Regions from separate parts of the Hordeum vulgare genome. Here region 2 is linked to region 1. The links are chromatin contacts, called in public Hi-C maps. All regions are on one chromosome and are shown on one strand. The core of a region is the stretch at or near the end of the contact, and the rest is flanking DNA. Distances in the headings are between cores, read along the strand shown. Region 1 holds the start of LOC123412510 (tubby-like F-box protein 12). Region 2 has its middle 14 kb from the start of LOC123407472.

Region 1 (6,577 bases), core at 2,126-4,625:
TTCTTAATTTCAAGGTATCAACCAAGGGTCATCGAGTGCTCAACCACAAAAGGGAACGTGGCCATTTGACACTTATGGTCTACTACTTTGCCCTGGATGCACTCTTCGTTGACCATTTTCGTCGGTGTTTTTGGATGCACGAGACTGTTTTCGACCTTTTATACCACGGTGCCCGATCTTATGATGACTAAGAAGGGCGTTGTGGAAAAAATGGCTCATTTTGTTACCGGAAGTGTATGACCACGCTGTGGATACTTGCATATGGCACGGCTGCTGATTCATGGGGTGAGTACCTACGGATGTGTGAGAGCACATGCGGAGATGTCATGGTCAGGTTTGCAACTGCTGTGGTAGAGGTGTTTGCACCTCAATACTTAAGAGAACCAAGTGTGACATATACCGAGAGTCTCTTGGCAATCTTAGAAGCAAGAGGATGGCCAGGCTTGCTTTGATATCTTGACTGTGTACAATAAAAATGGAAGAACCGCCCAATGGATTTACAAGGTCAATATCAGAGTCATGTTAAGAAACCCACCATGGTTTTTGAAGTGGTTGCATTACATGCCCTTTGAATTTGACATGTTTTTTTACATGCTCAACATATGCGGCCTTCTCAATAACATCAATGTGTTGTACCGATCACCGTTATTTGCAACGATGAGCGTATCTATACATATAGCATTGGATGGCGGCTTCATATCCGTATCCGCCGGCTGATCTTTTATATCCACTCCTATTCATAAACGGATGCGGATGAAAATTTGGAAATAGCGTTGGACCCCATGCGAGATGGAAGTCACTACAGTATAGCGTGTTCTGTTTTCTCGGATGACGTCGGCGAATGGACGTCCCCACCGGCATATAGGATGAGTATTTTTGAACTAGCCAACGAAGACCAATGTGGTGTCGACATTGCTAAAAAAAATCTTGACTCACATCACATGTCTTGACAGTGCAACGTACGTGGCTTAGAAAAGAGAGATTTAGTTATGCACGTCGCCGACAAGCAGTAGTAGTTTGTTTGTGTGGCACACGAGTATGCTTCTGCTCCATATGCATCGTCCTTACGTATACAGAATACTACCAACATAGCATTGACAAAATGTCATAGCTGCAGCAAAGAGCCAAGGGTCATGTGTGGACAATCCATGTTACGGCATCTCTAAAGTCAATCTGAAGTGCACGAAACCGGTGCCCAAATTAATTATCAATATTTTATGGAAGAATACTACAGGCATATTTTATGATAAGTGTTGCTAAGCGTCTGCCGAATGATGTTTAAAAAACATCCGTCATCTTAATAGTCATAGGATAGTTTACATTAACTTTTGCAACCAGGCTTGTGTTGCGTTCGGGGCGTTGCAAGACGAGCCTTGTTGCGCTCCTGTTGAACCGTTTTTTTTTTTAAAACAAGGTCTATGTTTCAGAAGTTGTGAAAATTTCTATAAAATTTTATTTACAACGAAGTTTGTTATAGAATATTTTCTGCAACAGAGATCGCGTTGCAAAAAATCTATCGATCGGATGTAGATATTATTGCAGATTTTTTTTTGCAACAAAGCTAATGTTACAGTTTTTTTAACAAAATAGTTTTGAAACGTGACTAATGTTGCAGAAAATTTTCTTGCAACAAGGAGGGTGTTGCAAGAAAATAACAATTGCCGTTCACCGAGAGCTCCGTCGAACGGTGCAGAGGGAGGAGAGGCGCCGCCATCCCCATCGGCGACAAGCATTGGACCTTCGACCAGGTTGCCTCGTCGCTCCTTCGCTCCGACGAGGTGGACGCACCGCGCATGGATGAGACATGCTGAAGGCTCTTCCCTGCCAGTACCTGGCCGACATCAATGTACGCCGCTTGGACCTGACCACTCTGGTCACCCCGCCATGATCGTGAAGGCCATCGCCAACGAAGTTATCTTCTAGTTCGGTCTGCAAAATACGATTTGTCATGCTTTGCTTTTTGAACAGGTGGCCAGTTGCAGGAATATGAGTAGGTAGAGAACACATTAGTGACGAGAGCTCTAAAGAGATAAGGATTAAGGAGAGATGGGATGTGTATGAGCCTAATCAAAACGCGTGGCGAGCATAGCATTCGCCGGACGTATCAAAAAAGATCGATCGGTTGAACATGAGTTTTTTTCCATATTTATGAAAGAAACTTTCGATCTACATAATCTGTACCGTAATCATGGTATGGAGAACATAAAAAATAACAAAAAACTACATACATATTCCCTCGGAAAAAGAAACGAGGACTAAAATTACTAAAATTGATACTCACTTTGTTTCTATTACTTCAATATTAGGCTTCTTTAAAGTTTAACTTTATATATTTTCAACAAATTTATAAAAAAATATACTCCCTTCGTTCCTAAATATTAGAGGACTACATACGAAGCAAAAATAAGTGAATCTATATCCTAGTGTATGTCTATATACATTTGTATGTAGTTTTACATTAAAACCTTTAAAAAGACTTATATTTAGAAACAGATGAATCATTAACATATAGACCACCAAGTCAATATGATTTAATTCATCATTGAATATATTTTCACATCATACAAATTTATTAATGTAATGTTCATATTGCTTTTTATAAACTTGATCAAACTTTATAAAATTAGACTTTGGTCAAAGATAATATGCAAAGTAAACAAAAACAAAGGGAATAAACTTGAACATATTTCCTTCATCTCAAAATAAATGTCTCCACTTTATACTAACTCTAGTTTAAAATTAAACACTCATCTTAAAACAGAAGGAATAGTAGTTAAGGCCCATTAACAGATGGCCTATCTAGAATGTACATGGTGCTCACATATGCAGACGGACACCAATCAGTAGTCTACCCTTATACTCCCTCCGTTCCTAAATATAAGTTTTTTAAGAGATTCCACTAAGAGTCTACATACGAAGCAAAATGAGTGAATCTATACTCTAAAGTATGTCTATATACATCTGTATGTAGTCTACCAGTGTAATCTCTAGAAAGACTTATATTTAGAAACGGAGGGAGTATTATTTAAACACTCTAGTCTTATTTGAAACATCTTACTGTACCATAGTTCCAGCAGGGAGTGTGAAAGTAAGCAGAAGAGGATACCGTTGAATTGGCTTCTCGCTCTAGAGTCTCGACTAATCTGGCACTGGGGTAGACTTTCTTCAATCTTATTTGTGATTTTTTTTTTCATTTTATGTTTGCAGAAAGGATCAGAATTACATATGAGAAAGTATTAAAATATTTAAAACATCTTATGTTTGGGCAAGTCCAGTAAACTTATGTACGGTAAAAGATCCATCCGTATAATTTAGCAGTCAGCAGACGCGCACATTTGTATAAGGCAGTATACTCCACGTCCCGTACTACTAGTACAAGAGTACACGACGGACGGTCGGCCGGCCGGGCAATGCGGTGGTTGGTGAGGCGGCCATGTCTCATGTGCAACAAAACCCTTTTCCAAATCAAAGAAAGAGGAATTCTCTCACGATCCGCCGGTCTTCCTCCTCCCCGAAACCAAGTCCCATTTCCCCATCTCATCAATAAATCCCCTCGCCCCGCCTCCCGGACCTCCGGCCTCGCCTCCGCCGCAGATCGGCCGATACACCGGACCGGGCTCTTCCTCCGCCCGTCCCCGCGCCGTTCCACCTTTTCCTGCGCGTCTTTTGGAGCAAAGCTCGCGCCGGAAAGCTTTTTTTTTTTCTCCGGAGGAAAAGGTCGCGCGCTCACGGGTGGAAAGGAAGCTCGGCGGTTTTGCTCCTCTGTCCATCTTCTCTGGCTTTGGGGGCTTTGGGGAAGGCGGAGAGATCGCTCGCTGCTGGCCTCGCCCGCAAAAAGCTCGGGATCTCCTCTCCGCGTAAGGGGAAGAATCTCTTTCAAGTTTGGGGCCGGTAAGATGGCCGCTCCTTCACTTCCTCCTCCTGCATCCACCAGCGCATCCATTTCTGGCATCTGATTCTTGCAGCAGACTTTATATATCTAGCACATATTTCCAGCGCTCTGATTGCTTCATTCCATGATTACTTTCTTCTGTTTAGCTTTGTTTACGCGTAGAGGAAATATAATAGATTCACTTTCCCTTCTTGTATTTCACAAACATAGAATAGAAGCACAATAGTACTAGTACGTAAGTATCTCCCAAGTAACTTCATGCAGATCTTGTACCTGCCACAGTAGCCAAGAGATAGTACTATGCAACTGCACTGCAGGTCATACAGGATAAAAGGAAGGATAAAAATGTAAACTTTCTTCCTCTGAGGACAGTGGGTCAAAGTTGTGGTGCCATGCCTGCCGTGTGACATGATTAGGTTTAATATACCAGTAAAATGGCGCCTTCTGTTAGCCTTTCACCATCAGAGGGCTTTGTTTTTTCCCCTCCCGTGGCATCACCAATCGCCATCAGAGAGTTAGCTGTCTGTGTAGCCAATTTCCCCTCATCTTTATCATGTATTGAGTGCGCGACTAGAACCGGTAGCCCACTGACTCGAGACTATTCAAACCAGAATGGTACTATTAATCTCTAGTCCGCGATCCGTTAGTCTATGCGCGCCGATTGCTTCTCCTAGTGGATGATTATTTTACAGCACCACTACACGCTAATCTTCCTATTCACTTTCCTTGTGTATATGCAGTGCCGGGAAGCTCATTCAGAAGGCCTTGAGGTCTAGGACATCGGTGAAGCTCTGGTTGTCATAGCAGAGTTTCTGGCAGATATGTCTTTCCGCAGCATAGTCCGCGATGTTAGAGAGAGCTTCGGAAGCTTATCAAGGCGGGGCTTTGAGGTGAGGATTTCAGGCCTCCCTGGTCTTTCCGGCCATCATCACCGGGGGAAGTCTTTCGGGCCACCGGGTGAGCTGCACGGCGGAGCTGTGGTGGCTGACCAGAATGGCTGGGTTGGTCTTCCTCCTGAATTACTTCGTGATGTGATGAAAAGGCTGGAGGAAGGCGAGAGCACTTGGCCCTCCCGCAAAGATGTTGTGGCTTGTGCGGCTGTCTGCAGTGCGTGGAGAGAGATCTGTAAAGATATAGTTCAGAGCCCGGAGTTCTGTGGGAAACTCACTTTTCCGGTGTCGCTTAAACAGGTAAACATCCAACTGAATCTGTGATGAGTTGCTGTACCTATTGTTCATGATGGGTAGCTTGTATTTTTTTCTTTCTCATGATACGGCCTAAATAAAAAATTGAAACTGGGAAACGGTGGTCGCCTCAATCTTAAGAAATCAACATAATAGTAGTTGGTATGCTTACCTAGTACGGAGTAATTTGTAGCAGTTTTATCATAGGGAATTGAAATGTAAGATATGCCTGCTTAGAAAAGTTTGCCTACTGAAAAGTAGCAGATATAGGCCTCTGAAGTGAGAAAGACATGCCTACATGGTAGTACATATGAAAGTTTGCACCTGTCTGACTCTGATTTGATATTTTATCTACAGCCAGGACCTCGAGATGGATTAATCCAGTGCTTTATTAGAAGGGACAAATCAACACTAACCTATTATCTCTACCTGTGCCTTAGCCCTGGTAAGCATACGTGCTGCTTCTCATTAATCACACCGAAATATTCCTCCGTTCATTGTCAATGTTGCTAGATGCTGTGCTGATTATATGTTTCGTAACATGCAGCTGTGCTTAGTGAGAACGGGAAGTTCCTGCTAGCAGCTAAGAGGAATCGCCGGACAACATACACCGAATACATAATTTCTGTGGATTCTAAAAACATCTCACGGTCAAGCGACGGCTATGTTGGAAAAATGAGGTGAAGTACCTTCCTTCACAACATTCTTAGTTTCTTACTATCTAATCTTCGACGATTTAGATCTGACATTATGCACCAACAGGTCGAATTTCCTTGGCACTAAGTTCATCGTCTATGACACTCAGCCACCATACAATGCCGGGAGCCTCATCCCATGCCAGCGCGGCAGCCGTCGCATCTCTTCCAGGAGGGTCTCCCCGAAGGTGCCAACGGGTAGCTACCCCATCGCCCACGTGAACTATGAGCTCAACATGCTGGGCACCAGAGGGCCGAGGCGTATGCAGTGCACGATGCACTCCATCCCGGCCTCTGCGGTTGACCCGGAAGGCGTGGTGCCTGGGCAACCCCAGCAGCTGCTCCCTGGTCCATTCGACGAGTCCTTCCGTAGCACGAACGCCTCCTCCAGGTTCTCCATTGCAGACTTCAGCAGCTCTCGCTTCTCAAGCTCCCGATTCTCAGACGTAAGTGGAGGGTTGCGGCGAGACGAGGAAGATGGGGAGGCCAAGGAGAGGCCCTTGGTCCTCCGCAACAAGGTGCCGAGATGGCACGAACAGCTGCAGTGCTGGTGCCTCAACTTCCGAGGCCGGGTGACGGTGGCCTCCGTGAAGAACTTCCAGCTGACAGCAGCCATGCCACAGGTGACGGCCGCTGCTGTGCTGCCGTCGGAACCTTCGCAGCCGCCCCAGCAACAGCAGCTCCAGCCTTCGAGTTCCTCATCGTCTTCGATGTCCGATCACGAGAAGGTGATCCTGCAGTTCGGTAAGGTTACCAAGGACATGTTCACCATGGACTATCGGTACCCGCTCTCGGCGTTCCAGGCG
Region 2 (6,577 bases), core at 1,466-3,965, 260 kb before region 1:
TTTCAAACGAAGAACAAAAGGATACTGGGCTGGGCATAGTGATTTGTGAAGACGACGGTTCTGATGCAGAAGACAAACTGATTACTGTGTAGAACCATGTATTCCCCCCATAACATCAAAGTGAATATTGCAAAGAACTTGAGAGATGTGGTTCTTTCTCTAGCACACACTTGACAGTACAGATCAGGGCAAGCTTATGGATGGAAACAAATGAAAGATGCTTACAGAGACAAAAGAATTTCAAACCCCTGAAGAGCCATGAGATGTTTGAGGCAGTTCAAGGACTTCCTCTTTCGTTTGCTAGTTGCTTTAGCATGTTTCTTAGAGTTAGCAAAAGAATCTGATGCCGGCTTGTAAATGGTTCCGTGTAACTTCTATCACTATTGTGCTGAACGTTGGAACTGTAACTGTACATAAGTGTGTAAATTGCATTACAACACAGTTTTTTCATGCCTATTAATAATTGCAGATCCTGCAAATTGATCATTGTGAAGCATTCGTGTATGTACAGGAGATATCGATGTACACGTGTCATCTGACGAGAGAAAACAAGACTCATGTGATGAACGCAAGAGCACGAGCAATAGCATCTCGGTGGTAGAATAAAAGGTAGCCCAGAACTGAACAAGGAAAATTCCCTCCGGGAACGGGTTTGCGCTGTTTTGTACAATCAAAAAGAGGTTATACAACTAAATCACTCTCTCTTTGCTGCTGGCTATGATTGGTCTCAGTAATGTGTTGCCAGTGATGACTTTTGTTGTTGCAACCACGAAGTCACAGCCCATTCCTTCCTGTGCACCAAGAAATCGAAGCGTGGCAATCTCAGCAAATGTTACGCCACCAACAAACACAACCAGAACAACGGAACGACGACCAACCCCGTCGGCATTCTGCTGTGCCCTGTGTGGTAGCAATTCTGCTGAACCACTAATGGCCGAAACACCTCTTTTCAAATCAAGATGAGGACCTGGCAATAATTTCAACACTTCTTCAATAGATCGCCATCCAGACCTCACTGCGTGCTCAACAAGGCGAACACTAAGAGGCGCGTATCCAGCAAAGACGTATAATATATCATCAGGGGGATCATTAGGATCCTTTATATCAACTATAAGCTTGAGAGCTCTCCTGATAACAGCCCAATTACTCCTCGATTCCCGCCTTTTAACAAGGCCAGCTTTCTCCAGATTGTACAACAAGGGCATGTGCTCGAAGCCATAGCTGTGCAGTATCTCCTGTCTCAGGTAGTCGAAACTCTTCCTCGGCAATCCGGCATTTGTAAGGGAAAATAACACTAGAAGGCGAAGCACGGTTTCAATAGGCTCTTGCTTCTGTATGATCTCCTCAATGTACTTGTAACACGTTTCATAGTCCTGCGCCTCCAGTATCTTTTGTTCAATCTCCACTCGGGCATGGAATGAGAGTTTTCTCACAACCGATTGCAAATGATGCGTCAAATTAACATGCCTGGTTATCTCAGGTAGCGAGTATAACCTCTTCACGAAATCCTTGATCTCAGAGACCGAATGTGTGTTTGTGGATTTCACTTGCGCGTAATCTTGCTGAATAGCCATTGCCTTTTGGTGGACGACCTTAAGCACAACATGGAAGTTGAGGTCTCGAATCTCCCTGTACAACTTATCGCTCGAATTGAGTGGAACCTTGACCTTTTTTCCATCTTGTTGGGAGTCCATAACGCAGGCGTCAACTTCCACGGATCCGTTATGAATTTCCAACATCTCGTCTAATAGGCCTTCGTACGTCAGCTGAGAGCACATTGGTGTCACCATATCCACCTCTCGGTCCAGCAGAATAACGGTCTCTATCTCCGGAACCCCCATATCATCCATGTCGACAGGGTCTTGGAGATGCATATGGTTGAGCAGCTGGGCAGCTCTGGTTGATGCCACACCCTTAGCTCTTACATTGGGGATGGCCCCAAAGGCAAGCTCTAACCTATGGATAGCCTCTGCAACGTGCCAGACAGAAGTCCCCGTATCCCCTTCAGTAAGGTGACATTCCTGCAAGGAGTGGTCATCATCACCAAGCTCAAAAGGAAAGGACATCCTCATCCAAAGGAACCAGATACAAGGGATACTCTCCGATTGTCGCCAACTTTTGATGAACTCCCTCTTCCTCCAGAATCATCTCACAGGCAACTACACGACGTGGTACGAAATATAGGTGGTATTCCCTCTGGAGCCCCTCGGATTCGTCGTTCCTGATTTGATCTGCGACGAGTTTCATCAAGCTCAGCTGGGGCCGAACAAGGTACACCACCTTGGGGCATTCCGTCCGCAGAGGGTTGGCGGAGAGGATCCGCAGCTCCGTGACGTGTTCCTTTAGCACCGAGGTGTGTAGGATCAGCGAGAGGGCGCCCGCAAGTTTCGGGTCGATGACCAGACACTTGTTCCCCCTGATGCTCTTGATTATGCTGACGAGTTCCTTCTGCGACTGCTCCCTGAGGGCGGCGAGATTGAGCGGCGCGTTGTCGAGGTTTGGAATCTGTGCCATTTGGCCCTCTCGATCGGCACCTTGCGGTTTGGGCGTCGCGTCGGGATGCTGCTGGTGGCTCGGCCGTCAATGGCGTCGGGATGGGATTCGATCTCCTCGCGATGAGGTCACTGCTCCTGGCTGGCCGCTGGCGGCGGGGCCTCGGGCGTCGACGGGACGGGATCCGGCGGGTAAGGGGCTTGGATGGCCGGAACTGCCGGCGGAGGAGTGGAGCCGGGCGTAAGTGGCGGCGATGAGCCTTGCTTAGGGTTATGAGAGGGAGAGGAGCCGCGTGGACGTGTCACGTGTGGGTGTTTTTCTATATTTATTTTTTATAACAAACTAGCACAAATGCCCGTGCGTTGCAACGGAAGAAAAATAAACAGTAAAAAAAGTGTAGTCCATTGGTAAAAACGCGCGTGGATACTGTTAAAAAAAGGCACGTACGTAAGGTCTTATATTATAAAATATGTACAAAGAAAGAACCTAGTGCAAGTATATCATGTCCAAAGATTATAACATTTCCCAAATATTTATGCTTAAGTTAACATGTTACAATACAAATAGTCGGTACGAAATAAAGACAAATATTAATTAGCATTGTATCCTAAATAGTATTTTTTAAAATATTTAATATGTAAAATAACAACATATTCAAACTCTAAACATTTTTCTAATCAAGTTTCATATATAACATGTTTAAATTGGATTTACGGTTTAAAATATATTGTTATTTGAAAATACATATTTATTCTGAATGGACTTTGAGGTTATTAACGCATATGTGAGGAGTGTACGTAAAAAATTTAAAAAACGATTCGCTCTTAATATAATTTGGACCGCGGGTTATTTAGCACGAAAGTAATGGGTTTTTGTAAAATGTAAAAAAATGGTTCGGCCTCACTTAAGAACGTACCGCGGGTTAATTAGAGGAAACTACAGAGGTGTTTTTGCAAAAATGCTGCGACAGACGCCAGAAACAGTGCGTGCTTTATTATTAGGGGAGATTTGAGAGGTGTATGCCCTAATCTGAATTTTTCAAAAATATGACCCGTCCATCTTGTATAGGCCCAAGAACTATTCTTGGGTCAGGCATCGGCCGAAGTCACCTTTTATGTCCTTCTTGTGCTAAAAATCAATAGAAACAATCCGAAATCACCTCTCCGATTTACTCTCATTCGAAGAGTAATCTTCGGTCAACTGTAGGCCAAAGAGTCCACCACTTCGCGTGATTTGTTGACTGAAGATGCATGTCACCACTCTTCTTCCTAGGCTTGGCCAAAATGCACTCTTTGCTTCACACTAGCTAAACCAAAGAGTGATCTTTTGATGTTTCTTTCCCCGTCATTCCTCCCGCGTAGCATTTCCCGACATTGTTCACGTCTTATTTTTCCGCCAACCCTTTCCCTCCTTTCTCTGACCCCTCCTAATGTTCCAGCCATTTTCTTTCCTGCTCAATGTTCCCGCCGTTGTTTCCCTTCACTCTCTTTCCCGCCCAATTTTCCTGCCAACCCCTTACCATCATTCTATAAAAACGGCCCCATTGCCTGTTGTCTTCTGCATCTTTGCTTAGCAATATTTCCACCCATGTCCAGCGATAATTCCCGCGACTTTACTCCAGTGATGTCTCATTTGCTCTTGGTCAATGCCGCTAGAAAGTAGAGGCCTAGTAATGGATGTGTGTGTTTTGAAGAATTAGTTAGTAGTGATAGGCACCTGACGGAGTTGGGGAAGTGTTTCTTCTGGCCTGGTCTCTCGGAGAAGTGCCTAGATAGGAACCCAGATGAGAATAATTTTTTCGATTGCGTGCAAGGTGGGATAGGATTGTTGAACTCAAACATATGAGTGCACACATTACCTATAGGCCTTTACTTGTTGACAATCCAATAATAAACTATCCACAGAAGCAGTACAAGGACCACGTTAAGGTATTTGATACTGCTTCATTTTAGCTTGCACCGAGGTACACCATATGCTCATTTGTAACTATGTTGTTATTGTTGTTAATTGTAAGAGGTACCCTGAGGACGCGGACTTGTTGAACAAGGATATCTTCAACTTTGGATGGATGAAGTCTATCCGGGGTCCCATACCAGAGCCGAGAGTTTGGAGACAGAGTGTTGCATCGGCGAGGGGTGGTGCTAGCTCCAAGAAAGCTATTGAAGACGACGGTGATGATTTTATGCCAAGCAAACGAGCTCAGAATAGAGGCAAGGCCCGTGTTTCATCTAAGAGGGTTGGCAGTAGTTGTAAGAAAGTGAAGAGCAACGACGATAACTTTATGACAAGCAAGAAAGCTCAAAACAAATACAAGACTCGTGCCATCACAAAGAGTGGTAGATCAAGTAAGAGTGTAGTATCATCGAAGGGTGCCGATGCTGATTACGATCCCGCTAATGAGTTTATGCCAGGGAAAATAGTTAAGAGAACATTTGGACGCAATCGTGAAGACCTCTGGAAGCCACTTGTTAGCGAGAATAATGATGAAGACTTCACGTTGTTTTTACACTTCACTGCAGAATCAGTTAGTATTGTCCAATTCTAGTGTATTGTGTTACTCTAGTGTAGGAGCATTATGTTGTATATTGATTTCCTGTTGTGTCGTGTGACAATTTTTATGAAACATGAAAATCATTATGTTTAAGATTGTGCAATAGTAACACATACATAAAAGCATGTCTCATACATAAACAATGACTCACGCATGAGAATAGTCTGAAACAACACATGGATGGACATATATATGTGTCATACACAGATAATCATATCACTCTCGGGGATGATGACGAAGTTGTGGCTTCCTCGGACGAGGACCGGAAGGCGATAAGCATTGACGATGCTCACGATAACCACGACCGTAGATAGCCTCGTCTTCCATGGTCCATGTCTCCTGCATGGGTGGCGGTAGTGGAGTCTGAAACAATGTCTAAGAGGAGTCATAAGTGTGTGTAGCTTGGTCATCGTCATCGTCATGGCCCTCCAAAAGTGATCCATCACCACTAAACATCGGTTACTGCACTGAGGGCATGAACCGTGGTGACTGGTTGCTGACTTCAGTAGAGTTGGGCATATAAAATTGCATTTCAAACGTACAATGTTGAAAAGAATGCACAAAGTAGTGTTACCTAGTCCCGTTTGATGATGCCAAGACAAGCTCGCTGGTTGTGAAGGAGGTGGTGGGAAGTAAGTTTGACGCGGGGGTGAAGCCATTCATCGTGGTTCTGAATGATGCACAAAGGGACGTGGTCGATGATGTGCTGGATGAGGAACTACAACATCCGAAGAGCGACTACATGTAACGACTACATAAATCCATCGTAGCTTCTCATCTAAATGCCTCAACCATGAGAGGTGATATGGTTGTGGGATAGTATCCCCTCTCTCAACCCACCGCATTAAAGTGGAAACCTCCTCTTGTGCCTCGACAATCAAGTCACTTTGTAGATGAAGAGTTAACCAATTGTAGATGATGAGATTATGAGATAACCACACATATGAGTTACATGGTATGTACCACATGGTGTATGGTTCCTACAACAGAGGTTGTTGGGTACATATCGCTGGTGAATGGGACTTCCATATGATCAGGAGTAGCTGATGGAACCAAGAAGATCATTGTTGTTTTCCAGTAACGATGCAGCTACAACCCGAAATTGTCCCAGTCAAAGGGTCAAACCTCATCCCAAATATTTGTCGGCGCAGTTTTCCATTCCTCAACTTAAGGGCTAATGCTTTGAAGCCAAACAACCATATACTTGTTTCCTCCTAGAGGGTCGTATGTGAAATTGGAACATGTGTTACATGGTTAGCTATATTCGGAATGTAGTGTTGAGAACTACTCCCTTCGTTCCTAAATATAAGTCTTTTTAGAGGTTCCACAAGTGAACTACATACGAATGTACATAGACATACCTTAGAATGTAGATTCACTCATTTTGTTCTGTATGTAGACCCCTAGTGAAATCTATTAAAAGACTTATATTTAGGAACGGAGGGAGTAAATTAGAATTACTTACTTGTGCACATGTGTTGGTATGTGAGGAACAATTGGAAATTTAGGCTCTCGACATAGATCGAACTGTAT

The links. Hi-C and Micro-C count contacts between places; a contact is called where the count stands out from the background.
Region 2: a Hi-C map of seedling shows a contact between it and region 1, with 6 times the contacts expected there. The contact joins the enhancer-like site here to the promoter of LOC123412510 in region 1. A contact is called at or near these places in 5 of 6 Hi-C or Micro-C datasets (leaf, seedling and an unstated tissue) and 1 of 1 datasets of contacts at active chromatin or transcription factors (embryo).

Annotation. Positions count from the first base shown.
Region 1 is chr7H:443,116,273-443,122,849 of MorexV3_pseudomolecules_assembly, reverse strand. LOC123412510 (tubby-like F-box protein 12) reads left to right here and starts at 3,375. Exons shown (of 5, transcript XM_045105464.1): 1 at 3,375-3,891; 2 at 4,633-5,082; 3 at 5,434-5,521; 4 at 5,624-5,756; 5 at 5,839-6,577. The coding sequence starts at 4,714.
Region 2 is chr7H:443,377,024-443,383,600 of MorexV3_pseudomolecules_assembly, reverse strand. It overlaps the pseudogene LOC123407471. Among protein-coding and RNA genes, the nearest start is that of LOC123407472, 14 kb to the left of the region's middle. Within about 2 kb of position 2,715, at least 1 of the 3 cell types and tissues checked has open chromatin away from gene starts, as enhancers often do. A contact at or near this core is called in seedling, where this site is marked.